Linked DNA regions of Callithrix jacchus: region 1 is linked to region 2. Evidence: chromatin contacts called from public Hi-C data. All regions are on one chromosome and are shown on one strand. The core of a region is the stretch at or near the end of the contact, and the rest is flanking DNA. Distances in the headings are between cores, read along the strand shown. Region 1 overlaps ADARB1 (adenosine deaminase RNA specific B1). Region 2 overlaps SLX9 (SLX9 ribosome biogenesis factor).

Region 1 (2,700 bases), core at 93-2,592, 170 kb before region 2:
TGCCCTGTGAGTTTGGATGGAAACAAAGCATTTTGGGATCTAGAAATCCTACCCAGCACATAGCCTTCCTTGAGACCTTCCAATTCCAGAGTCGGCCGAATTGGCAACCCAGACGAGGCCCCACCAGCAAGCGAGCCCCTTAGAGCAGGTTTGTCCATTTCTACAAACCATATATGGTCTCTGTTGCAGATTCTTCCTGTTTTGTTTTATAACTCCTTAAAAATGTAAAAACCCTTCTTAGCTTTCAGGTTGCAGAATCTGCTCACAGGCCATAGCCTGCCAGTCCTTGCCCAGGAGATCCACCTGGGAATCTGCAGAGGCGGCTCTGCCCACGTGGCAGGGGACTCACCCTGCTGTCAGCAGTAGCCAGGGGTGTGGTACTGGGTGCCCCTGACTTCGACTGCCGTCAACCACTGACCTGAATGGCAAGGCGTCTTCATCCTCAGGATCTTCATCATGGGCCTGGCCTTAGGAGGTCCTCAATGCTCACTGGATAAACAAGCATGAGCTCACTGCCATTTCAATCTCATCTTTTGTTTAAAAAAAAAAAAATCTATGCAAGTCTTTTGCCCCAAATTCCACCGTACTGCCTTGTCCACAAGGATCTGTAGGATTCTTCACGTACTGTGGACCCTGAACACTAAGCCAGGCCTCTGTCAGGCACATGCCTCTGCCGGGCGCACACACCCATGTCAGACACATACACCCCTGCCAGGTGCGCACACCCATGTCAGACACATACACCCGTCAGGCTCACGCATCCTTGCCGGGTGCACATACCCATGTCAGACACACACACACCCTGGTTGCACATACCTCTGTTGGGTACACACACCCCGGGCACACATACCTATGTGAGACACACTCACTCCTGTCAGGTGCACACACCACTGTTGGGCACACACCTCTTTCAGGTACACACAGGTGTGACAAATTCTTTTCTCAGTCAGTGCAGCGTTAGCATCCTGCTCCTGGGGTACACACCTGTACACTCCCCTGCCCTTGCAGGTGGGAGGAATTGTGAATATAATGGGATAAAGCGTTACATAAGGCAAAGATGAAGGGATGTCACAGATGCAATTAAGGCATCTCATCAGGTGACTGAGTTCATCAAAAGGGAGATTTTCCTGAGTGGGTCTGGCCTGATCAGGTAAAGCCCTGAAAGACAGGAGAAGTCAGTGAGGAAAGGAAGAGGGGAGACCCTTGCCTATACATCTTGAGAGGCAAACTGCCATGCTGTGGAGAGGGCCACAGGGCAGGGGCTATGGGCAGTCTCCAGGAGTCAAGCCCCATAGGCCTATGGCCACAAGGAACTGAGCTCTGCCAATAGCCAGTGGGCTTGTTAGAGGACCCTCAGAGTCAGATGCGACGGCAGTCCCTGCACGACAGAAAATGAATGCACAGGCACCTTCACTACTGACACTACAAGGAACAGAATCGGGCTCAGGCTGCTGAACAGAACCTGACACCCCTTCGACAACTGTCCGACTCCACCAGGGAAATGAACTGGGCTCCCAGGGGTTTTGAGCCGAGAAGCACATGACTATGACAAGCCAGCAGACAGGAAGTAAGACTTGAGGAGCTGGCAGGGAAATGCTGGTTGTGGCTTTGGAATATTGCTGGTATTCTCTTTCATGCTGTATTTACCAATGTGCGCACAAGGAAGCCCCTTCTCTTTCTCTTCATCTCTCTCTAGCCGTAAATCCAGTAGACTGCTTTTGGAGCTGAAATGGAACACTGCTCCTGAACGTTGAGAATTCAGGAACACTCACACTAAGATGCTTTACTCCTCCTGACAATGTAGTTTATTGCATAGGTTCAGTAAGAATTTGTCCTCCTTTTACTCGGATATAACTGGGCAAAAAAAAAAAAAAACGTGCCACCCACCCCACATCTGGATTGTCACATCTGAAAATGAATCTCACATCTCCTAAGCCATCCACAGGAAGGAGCCATGCCCAGTGGAGCCAATGTCCCCCAGCCCTCACAAGGGAGCAGACCTGGCCCCTATTCTGTACCTTATGGGGGCTCAGAAAATTGTGAGGGCCTCAAGTTAAAGACGTTCATAAACATTTTAAAGACTCTGGGCAAAACCTGGTGTGGAAACATTTCTTTGGTCTGGCTTCATAGTTCCAGAGTAGAACAACAAATAAAAGCAATCTTAAAACTCTCTGGAATGACAGAGGCTACTGGAAAAGCCATCTTTATTCCCCACAGAGCTTCGGACAGAAATGAATGCTCTGACCTGGCCAGCTGCTCTCCCTCCGCTGACCTTACAGGGGGATGCCACGTGCCTGAGCGCCCTTGAGCTGATGCAAATCAGTCAGGCCCAACACCACACAGATAGCTTCCTGGTGCAGGGGCTTGTGCGAAAAGCACATTCTGAGAGACTTCTTGTTCTTAGCCAAATTTTGACTTTATGTCAGTAATCTTCTGGAATATTTAGGTACTAAGGCATCACCTTTGCTCCATCAGTTATTTTAGTCAATAAATTACTTTGAAGGAAGAAAAATGTCAAGTTTTTGTCACAATATCTGAGGATCCAGAATTAGTGCCCTTAGATAACGTGCTTCATTCAAAGGCCCTGAACGGATTGGCAGTCCACCCAGTCTGCCCATCTCCAGGACCCCCATGCAGAGAAGAGCCCTACAGAGGCTCATGGAGCTCCTCACCAGGACACCACCAGGCACCAGGACAGAG
Region 2 (2,716 bases), core at 115-2,614:
GACAGATGGGACTGTATGGCTTTCGGTGTGAAGTGAGTTTAGGACATGTATCCAGAGACTACTGTCACCTCCTAGAAAGTCTTGTAACCCCAGGGAAAGAGGCTGCCTCTCAGGGAGCCCCAGAAAGTGAATCCACAGGTGCCCCTTGTGCTTGGTCCCCTCAGAGCCCAGGCCCCTGCCCGGCAGGTGGGGAAAGGAGCCTCATTTGCTCGGGGGACGGGTGGGGGTAGGGCAAGCCTGCAGGGCTGTGCAGGTGGGGACAGATGGAGAGGGCACTCACTGGGTGCTGTATCTCTGACTCCAGTTTCCTCTGAAACAGAGTGGACTCACGGACACCCCCAATTCCTCGGTCTTAACTGATTTCCTGAGACAGTTCAGCCTCAGACGCGTTCTCCCCAGAACACATCCATACAAGACGTGTCTCCCGATTTCTCTTTAATGCAGACCTTCCTGTCTGCATTAAAGAGAAATCCAGCAAACCCACCGTGTCCAACAAACCCACCGTGTCTAAGGAAAAACAAAGCAGAAGCAGCTCTGCCTGGAGAAGGGCAGTCACTGTGCTTGGCGTCACAGACTTCACGTCAGGAGCTGGTGTGGAGCCTCCCAGGGCTCCCGCGGGATTTAACCCCCTCCCACAGCTTCCTGATGAGCCCGGGCTGACCTACTTTCCGTCGCAGCATCCCCGACCTCTGGCTCCAAACACAAAGGGGAGGGGCTCACGCTGCAGCTTTCTATGGTCTTCAAATAGTTTCAAAAGAAAAATGAATCTAAGACCAGTGGAAACTGACCCGAACAGTGACCTGTCTTGCGTCGGAATGAAGAAAACGAGGCCCGGGCGCAGGCCCGGTCAGGAACGCAGCACAGTGACCCTTCCCGGCTCTGGCCCCAGGGAGCTCCCTGGCCCCATTGCCATGACACCAAGAAAACAGGAACCAAACATGCCGCTTCCTGCAGGAGGAGAGGGCTTGGAATGCTGAAGCCGGGGCAGAGACTGCCTGGAACTGCTGGCGGTGGCCCCACGGCCCCCTGCTCCCGCCACTTTCTGGGCCCAAGGCGCCCTCGGTGAAATGCCCTGGCACAGGTTCATGCCTGCTCCCACTTCCCGCCTCTGGATGGCCTGATGGGTTCACTGAGACAGAATTGGTGCCACAGGCTATAGAGGGTGCTCGCCCTGCGTGCCCTGCTCCTCTCAACCCCGCAGGCCCAGGGCACCCCACCCTGTGATGGGAACAGTGGGAAGTCAGCTGGAGCTGCTCCGGTTTCTAAGTTGACAAGGCACACAGCCAAGACAGTCCACCACAGCTCTCCCGGGTGCTGCGGAAGCGCAGGGAGCAGGAGATGCCCCATGGGTGCAGCAGAAATGCCAGCTTGGAGGAGGGCTGGGCTGGGAGTGCAGACACCAGGCCTCAAGTGAGGGTGTCTGGAGCCGCCCCTGTCCTGGGCCTTACCCCAAACCCAGATCCCAGCAGTGCCAGCACTACAGTCCCAGTGGCTATGGGGAGGGGAAGGTCACCAACCATGTCTGACTAGTGACGAAGGGACGGCAGCAACGGCCACACCTGAGGCAGGTGGCCCCAGCCTGAGCTCACACAGGGGCCTGAAGTCCAACTGGGCATCAGGAATAGCAAGCCCAAACTGATGGTAAAAACACAACCTCACATGCTTGGCCAGCTGGTCGAGCTGACGCTGCAAAGTCAGAAGGGCGGAGGTGGCTGTGAGCTCGGCATTCCCCGTTGGGCACAGAGAGGCTTCTTGCCCCGTGCCCTGTGCCCTGTCCGCTTTACCCCAGGCCACCTGCTGCACGGGCAGCTCAGACATCGCCATTCCTTCTGGCTGCTCAGTCCACAGCTCAAAAGCGTCAGGGAGGACCGCTAAGTTCCCATTAAACTGAACCTCACAGAACCCCAGACAGGGGCTGAGACAGGAAATCCCTCATTTCCCTCCAAGACAGAGCCCAGGCCTCCCCATGGGGGAATATGCCGTGACTGCCATCCACTCCTCACACTTGCAGAACGCTCCGGGCCACCCATTGCTACTGGCAGTGAACAGGCTTAGAGGGTGAAAGACGAGGCCTCGGGGTATGGGCGGCTCCTGCGATCTCCAGCCTGGGGCCAGCCAGTGGTCCCCAGGGTGCTCTCGGCTGCCACAGCACCTATACCTGAGCTGGACTGCAAGATGCAGGGCAGATGCATGATGGAGATGAAGACAAGGAGGATGAGGAGAAGCCGTGCCCTTGCCTGAGCCTCAGGAGTCCAGGATGCAGCTGCCACAGAGCCGGCCTGCAGAGAGGCGCCAAGCTCACACGCACCGTGTGGGGACCTCCCTGGGAGGCACATGAGGAGGACTCCAGAGCTGTTCCAGGAACAGCCAACCCTTGACCCTGAAAGACCCCACCTCGGCCCTGCCCTCAGGAGTGACCAGAAACCAGCCCTGAGCCGACTGGTCACAGAGCACTGGGGGTGGCTTTGCTCTCTGGAGCACCGGCTGGCCGGGCAGAAACCTGCAGCTTGGGCTGAATGGCCCCGCAAAGAGAGAGGGATGGGTGACACTTAGGTACAGGCTGCCTAAAAACCCATGACAGGAAAAGCGCAGGTGAGACGCTGCCGCCCGGGAGCCAGGGCATGCGCTCTGCAGCTGCAATTCCGGAGATGTGGGCAAGCAGACCGACCCGCCAGAGCCACAGCCTTCTCCGCTGCCACAGTGCTGCCAGCGCTCT

Evidence for each region. Hi-C and Micro-C count contacts between places; a contact is called where the count stands out from the background.
Region 1: a contact with region 2 is called in a Hi-C map of skeletal muscle, with 4 times the contacts expected there. The contact joins two enhancer-like sites. A contact is called at or near these places in 2 of 3 Hi-C or Micro-C datasets (both in skeletal muscle).

Annotation. Positions count from the first base shown.
Region 1 is chr21:50,791,518-50,794,217 of calJac240_pri, reverse strand. All of the region lies in intron 2 of ADARB1 (adenosine deaminase RNA specific B1), which reads right to left. Among named protein-coding and RNA genes, the nearest start is that of ADARB1, 59 kb to the right of the region's middle. Within about 2 kb of position 1,342, at least 2 of the 16 cell types and tissues checked have an H3K27ac peak or open chromatin away from gene starts, as enhancers often do. A contact at or near this core is called in skeletal muscle, where this site is marked.
Region 2 is chr21:50,616,804-50,619,519 of calJac240_pri, reverse strand. All of the region lies in intron 2 of SLX9 (SLX9 ribosome biogenesis factor), which reads right to left. Among named protein-coding and RNA genes, the nearest start is that of SLX9, 20 kb to the right of the region's middle. Within about 2 kb of position 1,364, at least 9 of the 16 cell types and tissues checked have an H3K27ac peak or open chromatin away from gene starts, as enhancers often do. A contact at or near this core is called in skeletal muscle, where this site is marked.